Linked DNA regions of Cricetulus griseus: region 2 is linked to region 1. Evidence: chromatin contacts called from public Hi-C data. All regions are on one chromosome and are shown on one strand. Each heading gives the region's core, a stretch centred on a gene start, on an enhancer-like site or on the middle of the called end of the contact. The rest is flanking DNA. Distances are from core to core; before and after follow the strand shown.

Region 1 (6,095 bases), core at 1,707-4,206:
AGAGGGAGAAGGCAAGCTAAGTGGGAACAACAGGAGGCTGTGGCTGGATGATTGTGAGTTCAAGGCCAGCCTGGGTAATATGACATTCCATTCAAATAGATACATAGACACAGATGATAGTTATAGGGTTAGGCATAGATATATAGACCAAATGACTTGCCCTAGCTAGTGACCTGTAGAGTGATCAAAGCTGGGACTAGGACCTAGTGTGAAGGCCTGAAAGACCCCAATTCAAGCCTAGCCTGATACCCACCAGCATATATTTAAAAATCTGGCCACACACAGCTCTGGGACAAAGAACACATGAAATGGTCGGTCATGATGACAAGTCTCTGGAAATTGTTATTACTAGTTTCTATCACCTTCAACAACTGTCTGGTTTCTAAAAATTGTTATGGGTTACCCTGCTCCAGAGCACCCAAGTTTTGAAAATAAGTATAAGTCACTCTGTTCTCAGAAAAACCACTAGCTGTCCCATGGCCTTGCAGGTGTAAAAACCAAAATAACATTCCAAACCCCTCGTGGGCAAAATTGTAAGTTCAGCTCCCAACCAATCAGAGAATGACTCATGTATGTTATAGCCAATCAATATGTTGTCACACTCCTGCCTAGTGACCAAAAAGATATAAAAACTACCTGTTTTGGAAACTCAGGGCCGTTCTCTTCCCAGGGAACGACCCCAACACATTGGAATAAAATCCTTTTGCTTTTGCATCGAACTTGTGTCCTTGTGAGTGACTCTGTGGGGTGCATCTCCTGGAGTTGGACTTCACTTTTGGGTCCAACAGGCCCAGAGTGAGAGAGCAGCAGGGTTTATGAGGCCCTCTATGGACTACTGGAGGCTCTTGGCAGAGCAAGGAGGAAGACAGAAAACTCCCAGGATAGAAAGTGTGATACAAAATGAGGAGCACTTAATGTCCAAGACAGCGTCTGCAGCCTGGTGATGTCAGGCAGGCAGTGGTACACCAGGTGCAGAGTTATCAGCATAGTGAGAAAAGCCATCACTGTTCTCAGGGAGGGAGAAAAGAGAGCCCAGAGCACAGCCCTGGGCTAGCGTAGCATTTATGAACCAACTGCCTGAGATGAGAACTGGTCATGAGGTGGAAGTGTCAGCATCTCTTACGAAGCCAGCCTTTGACGCAGTGGCAGGTTGTCAGGGATGGTGGGTTCTGCTGAGCTGGCACAGGCACTGGTTGTTGCTAGAGGACTCTGGGGAGGGAGGGATGAGGTGTGGCAAGAGTGGGAGGCAGTGGAGTGGGAGGCACACGCAAGCACACCTCCAGGCTATTGTCAAGGAGGGAACAGATCATGGGGCAGGAGCTGGGGATGGCTGAGGGGTAAGCTTGTAGCCTGTGGCCTTTTCTCTCTGTAGACGAGATAAGGTCATTGGTGGGGGGTCACTGTAAGGATACACAACATTACACATGGCCTTCAGGCAAGGCAACAACACTTTAAGGACCCTGCAGAAGGGTGGATGGGAGATGACTGAGATAGACCTCCAGAGACTGGTGGGGTCAGATATGGTTTCTTCCTGCCCTTCTCTGGCTATAGCCAGGTGTGTTTGTTGGGGGGTTGTTGGGAAGCACTCTCTTTGCTAGTGTCTGGGCCTGGAAGCAGGTAAAGTTGACTTGGGACCAGACATAAATCAGAATCCCCTTCTCCTGTGCTTCTAAATTTGCTAGCTGTTCCCCTTACTCCCAGTCCCCAGAGCTTCAAATCTGCCCTGGGCCCCTGGTGCCTGAAGCTGAAACCCCATGCTCTCCTGGGGGTTGGAAGTAGGGTTCATGTCTGCTGTGACCCCACCCCTACCCCCAGCCACAGATCACCAGGAAGTCATTCAGGAAGGGAGCTGGCTGCTACAAATCTTTGCTAGGATATTCTCCCAGAACAAAACACAGAAAATTACCCAGAAAAGGATTCCACAGGGCCAGGGTGGAGGCGGTTCCCAGCAAGTCCAGGACATGTACACTCTGTCCCCAGTGCTTCTAGGCAGCACACAGCCCCAGAGGCCAGCTTAAAGACTCCCATTGTACTGGAGAGCTGCCCAGTCAGTGAGCCTTGCTCCCACCCACACTTTCAATGTGCTCTTGCCTCTGCACTGTGAGCCAGGCCTTTGTGGCTTTTTAAATCAATTTTTTAAGTTTCTAATTTTGTATAGGGGTGGGGAGTTGTATGAGCTGGTGACAGCACACACACACACACACACACACACACACACACACACACACACACACACACTCCAGAGTGAAGGAGTGAAATGAAGGTCAGACTTGCAAGAAAAGGCTCTTTTCCTCTGCCATGTGTTTTCTGAGGATCAAATTCAGTTCATTGGGTCTGATGGCTAGTGTCTTTACCCACTGAGCTACCTTTCAGGCCCTGAGCCTGGCCCTCCCTGTAAGGTTTAGTGAGACTAGCTTTATTTGGTTGGTAATTATAAGGCCCACTCTATGCCAGGGAGTGGGGACAAAACATTCTAGTCTTGAACTAACCACAAGAAAGAACACATCAGCCATTGGACCCTAACCCGTATTAGCATTGGATGTTAGTCCCTAGCTGGTATGTGAGGGTCTTTGGACAAAGCCAGGAGCAGAATGGATGGGTGCCTTCTCATAGGTCTGTTGCTTCCACAGAGGGACAACCTAAGGCCCAGGACAAGAATTCCAATCTGTTCTCTGGGTAGCCTCCAGCTAGCAGCTGTCAGCATAATGGAACCATCTTGAGTCCCAAGATGGGGGTGGTGCCCTAAATGCCAAAGTCTGCCTGTGGACAGGTTTTCCCACACCAGCTATGCACTGCCAAGGTTTCAGTCGCCTGAATTGTCCTTCATTTGGGATTTGGGCTGAGGTATGGAGGCTGATGGGGACTTGGAGCTTGGGTGAGGTTTCCTTTCTCACTTGGGATTGGCTGCAGTTGTAGGGTTGGAAGCCAAGAGCCCAAGGCTGCCCAGGGATAGCGTGGCCCCTACCGACTGAAGTGGAAACTGCACTGTCCCAGACTTCCCTGATGGAATCAAGGCCACGAAAAACTGATACATGCAGGAAAAATTGCTTCTTGCCACCTGTCTTAACAGAAGGCAACCTAGGCCAAAAATACATCTCTGGTCAACCCTTTTCATGTTTCAGGTGACATGAAATGAGATGGGAATTTCTGAGGAGTCCATCCTTTCACCAATATAACCTTTTCTTTTGCCTCCTCCGGGAGGCATCTGTAGCCAGAATCATGAGATGAAGGAGAAGGTGTGGGGGGGTGTTGTGTGCTTATGTGTTTACATCCCTTGTTTAAAGAGACAAGACAGAGAGAGAGAGGGAAGGGAGAGAGAGAGGGAGGGGAGAGAGAGAGGGAGGGGAGAGAGAGAGAGAGGGAGGAGAGAGAGAGCGGGAGGGAGGAGAGAGAGAGAGAGGGAGGAGAGAGAGAGAGAGAGAGAGAGAGAGAGAGAGAGAGAGAGAGAGAGAGAGAGAGCCCAAGCTTGCTTCATGGTCCAAGGCAATAGACACTAGAAGCATCATCCTTAAAGTGGAAAGGCCACAGTTGCTGTCCACAGGAATCCAATAGAGTCAAGGAACTCCATCAGCACTAGTAGGAAGATCTACAATCCCTTGGTGGACCACAGTGCTGTTAGCTGGAATCCCAAGGGCTTAAAGTGTTAAGGACATTCACAATTGGTCATCAGTATTTGTCCAGTCAACCAATGAACTGTGTCACATATACTATATGACATTTCAACCCAGATCTTGGCAATTTAGAACTGAATATTCATTATATTTCTAACACTCCTATTTTATTTGCATATTCAAAAATTTTGTTAGAAAACTAAGCAACTCATTAACATTACTAAGGAGATACTCAAATATGATGGGATAAATTCTTAGCTTTTTGGTTCAACAGAGTCTTCATGTGATATGCCCTCTGTAGGGCTGAGACTCCGATGAGAGACTGACATCTGTCTGGAGCTTCTTGAGACATAGACATCACTACCCAAACCACAAAAATAAAGCATTTACATAATATTTTTATTTGAGACTTTCCTATCATGAACCTCAATCACTCACTTCCCAGGACTCCTCCCACATCCCCTTTCTACTCTTGTGACCCCAATGTTCTTTTTCTTTTGAGACAGGGTTTCTCTGTGTAGCCCTGGTTATTTAGAACTAGCTCTATAGACTAGGCTGGCCTCAAACTCAGAGATCCATCTGCCTCTGCCTCTGCCTCCCAAGTATTGGGATTAAGGGCATGCGCCAGCAATTTTTAAAGCCATGAAGCATGACCATTTTTTGCTTTTTGAGTCAGCTGAGTTTCTCAGAACCTAGATAGGTAGTTTATATGTACCTATCATTTGGCCCTTTTGGTCAGGCATCTCTATATCAATGAAGATGACATCCAGTTAACTTCTTTGTTCTCTGGGAAAGACACTGGAAGTACAGTAGGCTGTCACCCTTGCTAGTCTAGGTGTAGTAATACAAAGTAGTGAGATCCTGGCAGACAGGAAATTATTTCTGCTATCACTGGTATCTTCTGGGCAAAGGGTACAATGGGAACCCTTACCCTTATCTACAGCAATATACCACGCTGTGATGGCTCATTTTGTGCCATCACTGGGTTATGGAATATTTGGTCAACCATTATTATGGGTGTTCTCATGAGTATTTCTGTTTGGGATCAGACTGGCATTTTACTTGGTAAACTGAATATATCACTTTGACCTGCCTAATGTGGTTAGGCCTTACCTGACCAGGTTAGTTTGAAGGCCTGAGTGAAACAAAAGGGCTAGGGATGTAGCTCCTTGACAGAGCACTCTCCTAACACAAACAGGGCTCTGGCTTTGCATTTGTAGAGCAGGAGAGAACTTTCCTTCTGCCTTTAACCTGGCACATGCCTTCTGGCCTGCTGCCAGCCTGCACTGTGGCATTAGCCACTCACTGCTCTGGAGCCTGCTGGCCTTTAGACAAGAACCACAGTACTGGCTGGCCTGGTTCTCAGGCCCCTCAACTTAAGGCCAGAACTAAACCACATATTCCTGAGGTTGCAGCTTACTGACTCACCCTTCAGGTCTTCAGATTTGCCTCAATAATCACGTGAACCCATCCCTTATAATACACCTCAGAGTCCCTCTCTCCCTACCCACCCCCTTCCATACTGGTTGCTTCTGTGAGGAAGCTAATTACTACAAATGCCCAGGTCTTCTCCCTAATTTTTAAGGGTCCTATCCATCCCAACAATGTATCTGTCAGGTAAGTGCTAAGATGGCCTGAGACCCTTAAAAGAGAAGACAAATAATATTAACACAAGACTACACCAAAAGTCACACATGATTTGTCAGCCTTTATTAATCAAGAGTGAAGCCGAGCCCTAGAGTTTCCTTTAAAAACAAAAACAAAAAACTCAACCTTGTTTATAGCAAACAATGATTAATTGTCAGTGACTTTTAATTTTATATTCAATACCATAGATCAAGAATTGTTTGCTTTCTAATCATATATACTCAGATTAAAACACAAGTGTAAAACAGGTTAAAGTAAGATTCACCCCAACAATTTAAAAAATAATTCCAATTGAAAGACATTTCAAACACCATGTATAGAACTCAGGACCAAAAGATGACCTTAGAATATTTTACCTTTGAGGTAGCACAATAATGCTTAATTGGATTTTTTTTACTACAATGAATTAAAAACAAAACAACAAAAACCAAGGAATCTAACCCTTGCTCAAGGTGGGCTAAATGGTTTTCTGAAAATCCCCATTTTTTTTTAAGTATAAAGATAGCCCTGCAGTGTGTTAATAGGAAACCCCTTGGGAAGGCTGCTTCCCATAAAATAGACATTAGAATCACAGAGGAACGTCAGCAGTCAAGACAAGAGGAACAAGAGGTAATCGTAGTGAAAAATCAACACAACCCATAACTTGGCGAGATTGGCTTACAAATGTGTATCAAAAACAAAAACTCCAATATCAACTGACTGAGAAAGATAAAAGATGACATTCATGGGTCCTTTTCTTTCTCTGTGCAAAATGCTTTCATCTTTTTAAAACAAAGTCTGTGACATGCCACAAATTGCTGTGTGTCCAGGGCACCAGCAGCACCTATGGGCTCCACT
Region 2 (5,951 bases), core at 2,072-4,571, 48 kb before region 1:
TCTAAAAGATACCCTCACCCCATACCTGGTAGAGGGCTCCATCTGTCCCAAGATGCTCAGAACTGGGCAGGCTGTGCTGCCGTTCAAACCCAGTTCGACACAGCCCATTAGGTTGCCTAGAGACAGCAGAATCCAAATGGTGGTCACTGGTAGACGGGGTCATAACTGAAGCACTGGAGGCAGAGGGACCCCGTCGAGACAATGTCTCTTTCCGGTGATGGATCAGCTTCCTGATAGAGAGACAAATAAGCCATGGAGGAGGCTCCTCCCTACTCCCAAAGTCCTCATCTGATACCTGTGGGATGCTGGAGCCTCACAGTGCAGGCCCTCAGACTTCCATCTTCCTATCCCATTCTGTGTCGCCTCATACTAACCCTAGCCCAGCCCCTACAATATCTCTGGCCCTATAAAGGAGCCCGTCCACCACCAAGCTCAAGGGAGGCGTTATCTTCACCTCCCAGACACTCACTGGAGGACTCCACGCTGTTCCAGGCTGTACTTGCCACCGTCTCGCATGGCTGTGTTGTGCACAGCCTCAATGGCCCGGTCAATTGCTTGGAGGACATCTTGCTCCATGCCCTAAAGGTAGGAGGGCAGTTAGACATGGGGGCCAAGTGGGGTTGATCAGCCCAGACCCAGCCCAGGCTGGAAGTAGGTGGAGGACCCACTACAGGTGAACCCTAGAATGCTGGGTACTAGCAGACGGACAATGGAATATGGAATGAAGTGGTCAAGTTGTAGGACTCAGGAAGCAGGGGCACAGGGCAGACGCTGTGACGGCACTGTACACTTAGGGCCCACTCAGGATTTTAGCCCGTACAGAGACTCCTGGCAAAGGCATTTCTGAAAACTATCGTCTAGAGCGGAAGCACAGATATCCGGGACTGGGACCAGGCGTGTACACCTAGCCTATCCTTGGGCTTGGCTCAGAGCCCAGAGTAAGATGCCAAAAGGAAGACTCAGTGTCTAGAATCCTAAATCAGTCACTCTACATGCTGTTGATCCTTCACAAAACCAAGGTCACACACTTCACAACAGCCTCGTCCCCCACAGCCCTCCCAGACAACCGGGAGGTAAGAAGGGGTCAAAAGGATCCCTCCACACTTCACCTCCCACGCTGTCCTGCCAGACCTTCAGGTCACCTCTGGGAAGCTACTCTGTGCTTGTGCTAAAGCAGGGATTTGAAAGACAGGCCTGGTTCCTGGCCTATGCTGTCATCCTCCGTAACCCACGAGTCCATTCTACTCCACTGTCTTACATGGAGGAGATGTGGGTTGCTGCTGTGGTTCTGGCCAGCACACAAGGCCCTCCAGGCTACACAGGAACTGCAGAGCAGAGCTGAACACACTCCAGAGTGGAGTTTTCTTGTTTTTTTGGTTGGCTGGGTGGCCGGTTTTTTGAGATGAGCTTTGGTGCCGCTGAAGCTGGCCTGGAAGTCATGGCAACCCTTCCAAATGCTGAGACTGTGGGCATAAGCCACCATGCTTAGCTCCAGAGGGAGCCTAAGAAGCTTCTCTGAAGGGGTCAGATGGATACAGGAGTCAGCAAAGTCCTCCATGTGGCATAAGGGGTGCAGGGGTGGAGGGGGGGCAGGGAAACAAGAGATGGGGGAGTAAGAAACACATGTATATATGGATAGAATGACAGATGAGAGAGAGAGGAGGCAGTGAGAGAAGACTCAGTCCATAGCAGAATGGGGAAGTCTGAGGAAGAAGGCAAGCACCAGGTAGAGTAAAAATGAGGCAGAGATGCATACAGACTGTCCTTTTCACCCCAAACTCCTGGCCCCACTGGCCTTGCTGAAGCAGGGGATCCACAGGCTCTGAGGAAGATGCAGGACTTGCCCTAGGAGTCTCCAATAAGACCCCAGTGCTCAAAAGGCTGGGCTGAGTGTGACACATTTTAGATCCAACTGACCTTGTATCTCTAGAGGTACCCAAGCACCTCTAGATAAGATGAGACTGGGGGTCTGTGAGGAAGCCCCTAGAAGCAAGGGTCCTCCCCTTCGGTAAGGCCAGACAAGATTTCCTCTTTATCACATTATTTCTGTCCTTAACTGGGCTGAGACAGGATGTTTCCACAGCTAGGGACCAGGGCAGGGCAGGAGTCTGGCACAGGCCAGGCTGCTTTGGGCCCTGCTTCTTCCTCCAGTCAGAGCAGACTAACTGGAGAACTGCAGCAGGACTTCTCCTGAGGAAACAGGAACTGGAGCTGCAGCCTCCACTGGAAGGAAACCAGGCCATCTTCAGAGCAGGGGAAGCCATGGAGGAGGCTCACTTCCTCACAATGTGGGCAGCTCCCATTCCAGGGTTGGGCTCCCCAGAATTCAGAGTAAGGAAATCCATGGAGAAGTCAGGACTGGAGGCCTGGGGGGAAGTGGAGGCTGCTGTACCAGGGAGCCTTGTCAGCAGGGGCCAGGGAGGGAGGGGGCTTGGTTCCAAAAGGGCTGGGGGAACAGTCCTTGGGTACAGTTTGACAGGTGTGTGAGGTCAGGATACAGACATATTGCAGGAATTGGGGGTCGAGAAAGGGATGGGAATGCCTATGGCTCTGGGGTTCAAGTGTGGGGTTGGGGGCTGAGAACCTGGAGGGTGGTTGGGGAAACAGGTGGTGTCTGAGATGGCAGTGTCGGTGAAGGGCAGGGCGGAGCGGGAAAGGAGGCAAGAGTGTGGGATCCTAGGGACTTAGTAAAGGGGAATAAGAAGACCTTGGGGTCTTTAGGGACTTGGGCAATGGGCTGGAGTCTCTGGGTCCAGCTAAGGAATTCTATTTATATGGAGGCTCTGATTCTGGATACAGGGGCAGCCTGAGGTGTCAGCCCCAGAGTAAAGCTTTTTACAGGCCTGCGATTAGATGTGGAAGGCCTAGTTCTTGGTGGGTGCTGATGGCCCCGGGGTCTCAGTCCTTATGGCTCTTGGGACTTAAGGTCAGATTCTCACACTCCCTGTCTTGTAGCAGTCCTGAAGGAGCTGGCTGAGCTTCCTGGATCGGCTCTGCGTACCGGTAGAGGGGTTCGGCTGAGAGGTCTGGCAGGGAGGGACACACTCACCTGCAGACGATGCAGGTAGGCAGGCGGCACGTACCCCGTCTCGCCACTACGCGCCCGTGCAGCTAGCCACCAGTGCGTGCTGCTGCGCTCCAGCACCAGGAAGGTCTCGCCCGCAGCGAACGCCATGGCGTTGGGCTCCGCCGAGCGGAAGGCATACAGCGCGCGGTACATGGGGCCGGGTCGCCGGTTCTGAGTACGCGACGAAGGTTGCGGTGCGGGGAAGCCAGGCCCTGACAGCCGCGCCGCGCTCCGCTCGCCCCGCCCCGCCCCGTGACACGCCACGCGTGCGCATGCGCAACCGCCCGCGCCCCGCCCCGCCCCGGGAGCGAGTCGGCTGCAGCACTGGAGCGCCGCGCCCCCTCGCGGCCCTGAGAGGTTCTACGGGGCGGGGTGGGGCTTCACGGGTGGTTTCTTGGCCCCTCCGACCTCAGACTCCAGCCAGGTGATTCCAGGTCCTAGCTCCCTGTGCAGGGCAGCCTTCCTCCTTTCCCAGCGCAGGTGAGAGCATTGCCTTCCTTCCCGCCTCCTAAGGAGGCTCACAGGGCGTGCAGCCGGTGCGTCCCCAGACACAGGATGTGCCGCTTTGCTTTGAGGAATACTCAGCAGACATTTGGAAGCCCCTCACGGGGAGGGGTCTTCTCAGAGGGTCTAGGCCTCACAGTGCCTTAGCACCAAGTCCTTGCTGTCACTGAGGTGGTGGGCAAGTGTGGAGGACGAGAGTCAAAACCATCTTTGCTCCCCACCGCGCGCGTGTGTCCTGGCTTCCTTTCCAGCTGTTCCCTCTGCTGGAGCACTCCCTTCTGGACCCTGCTCCAGCTAATATCGATCACTGTTTTGTTGTCACAAGGGATTCAAAGTCTATGACCTTGAGGTCATATTCATTCATAAATGTGTGTGTGTGTCCGTCTCCCCTTTTTAGAGGCAGTTATGTTACATAATCTTATCCTCCTGCCTCAACCTTACAAATGGCACTTCTGGGAAAAAGAAGGGGTGAGGGGCAGAAAGAAGGCTAACAGGGCAGGAATGCACCGGGTTTGGAGAACGTGTTTTGAACCCTGAATGATGGTGTAATCCCAGCATCCAGGAGGCAGAGGCGGGAGAAAGGTAATTTCAAGATCAGCCTGGGCTTCACAGTAAGACCGTGTCTCAAAGAAAAAAAAAAAAAAAGAGAAAGCATCCTTGACATTCATCAGCCCAGACCTCTAAATCCTTGAAATCCTTGGCATCCCTGAGTTCCAGTGAAGAGGACATCAAGGGTCCTGAAGATTTGCATATTCTCCACTGAAAACCTGACTCTAGGGAGCATGGGATGTATACCCCATCAGACTTAGTTTTTGTTGTTTTAAATTTTATTTCTTTATAAGGCAAGTTCTCACTATATAGTCCTAGCAATCCTGGGTCTATGTAGACCAGGCTGGCCTTGAATTCACAGTGATCTACCTGTATTTGCTTCCCAAGTATTGGGACTACAGTATGTGCCACCACACGAGGCTTTTTTTTTTTTTTTTTTTTTTTTTTTTGGTTTTTCAAGACAGGGTTTCTCTGTGTAGCTTTGGAGCCTATCCTGGCACTCGCTCTGTAGACCAGGCTGGCCTCGAACTCACAGCGATCCGCCTGCCTCTGCCTCCCGAGTGCTGGGATTAAAGGTGTGTGCCACAAACACCCGTCGAGGCCTTTTTTTTTTTAAAGACAGGATCTTGAAGGGGCTGAAGAGATAGCTCAGTGGTTAAGAACACTGCTTGCTCTTCCAGAGGTCCTAAGTTCAATTCCCAGCAACCACATGGTGGCTCACAACCTCCTATAGTGGGATCTAATGCCCTCTTCTGGCATAAAGTTTCACATGCAGATAGAGTACTCATATACATAAAAATAAATCTTTGGCAGACAGAGATGCACGCCTTTAATCCCAGCACTCAGGAGGCAGAGGCAAGTGGATCTCTGCGAGTTCGAGATCAGCTTGATCTACAGATTGAGTTCTAGGACAGCAAGGGCTGTAACACAGCTCAACCCTATCTCAAAAAACAAATGAGCAAACAAAAGAGAGTTTCACTATGCAACCCCAACTGGACTGAAGCTAACAGAGACCCACTGCCTCAGCCTCACCTAGCCCTCACTGATCTATTTTTAGGCATGGTAGAAGTAGGGCCATTGGGACTTGGAAAGAATGTCAGAAAGTTCAGCTGAGACAAGAATTTGACATGCAGACCCTGGCTTCTCCATACCAAATCTGTTTCTGCCAATTTTTGACTCTCCCCTCCCCATTCCAGAAGCTTTCCAAGCACACAGCAGCAACAGCTCTTTGGGGAGAGCTGGCAAGTCTTTGTGAAGACAATGCTGAAATGGTCACGGGACTGCAGAGTAGGAGTGGTAGCAGGTGTTGAAGCCTGCTCCAAACTACCAACTACCTACAAGTCTGTCTCCCCACCTCCCCACTCACGGCTACCAGTACACCAGAGACCCCAGCATGGGGACCAGGATATCTGAGACTACTATATTCAATCAATTACTTGATGCCAAGATGTAGGATAAATCAAGGATCCAAGGACTGGAGCACCTGTTGTCCTAAAGCTGTGTAGGGCCATAGGAAAACTTTTGAGTAAAGAATGGTAGAGACCAACCAGCATAAACCATAGTGCCCTGGCTCAGTAAGCTTAGGGGCAATATCTGTTTTTGATGATTACAGGTGCTAAACCGGGACACTACAGACAAAGCCAAGCCATAGCGATGGCTTCAATGCAATTTACAGAGTGGGTACAGGGACTAGGAGATCACTACACCTGGAGGCTTCTGCAGGTTGGGAGGGAGTCTGCATGCTTAGAAAGAATGACAGCATCACTGTACACAATAAACAAAAAGATCTGTATTAGAACATTTACACTCAGGGAAGAAAGAGGTATCTGCA

What was found. Hi-C and Micro-C count contacts between places; a contact is called where the count stands out from the background.
Region 2: a Hi-C map of the CHO-K1 cell line shows a contact between it and region 1, with 2.6 times the contacts expected there. The contact joins the promoter of Nckipsd here to the enhancer-like site in region 1. A contact is called at or near these places in 4 of 8 Hi-C or Micro-C datasets (the CHL-YN cell line, the CHO-K1 cell line, fibroblasts and 1 more).

What each region holds. Positions count from the first base shown.
Region 1 is chr4:216,923,417-216,929,511 of CriGri-PICRH-1.0, reverse strand. It overlaps Prkar2a (cAMP-dependent protein kinase type II-alpha regulatory subunit), which reads right to left. Exons shown (of 11, transcript XM_027414595.2): 11 at 5,300-6,095. Among named protein-coding and RNA genes, the nearest start is that of Ip6k2, 17 kb to the left of the region's middle. Within about 2 kb of position 2,956, at least 3 of the 6 cell types and tissues checked have open chromatin away from gene starts, as enhancers often do. A contact at or near this core is called in the CHO-K1 cell line, where this site is marked.
Region 2 is chr4:216,971,506-216,977,456 of CriGri-PICRH-1.0, reverse strand. Nckipsd (NCK-interacting protein with SH3 domain) reads right to left here and starts at 3,321. Exons shown (of 13, transcript XM_027414603.2): 1 at 3,050-3,321; 2 at 470-579; 3 at 26-230. The coding sequence starts at 3,220.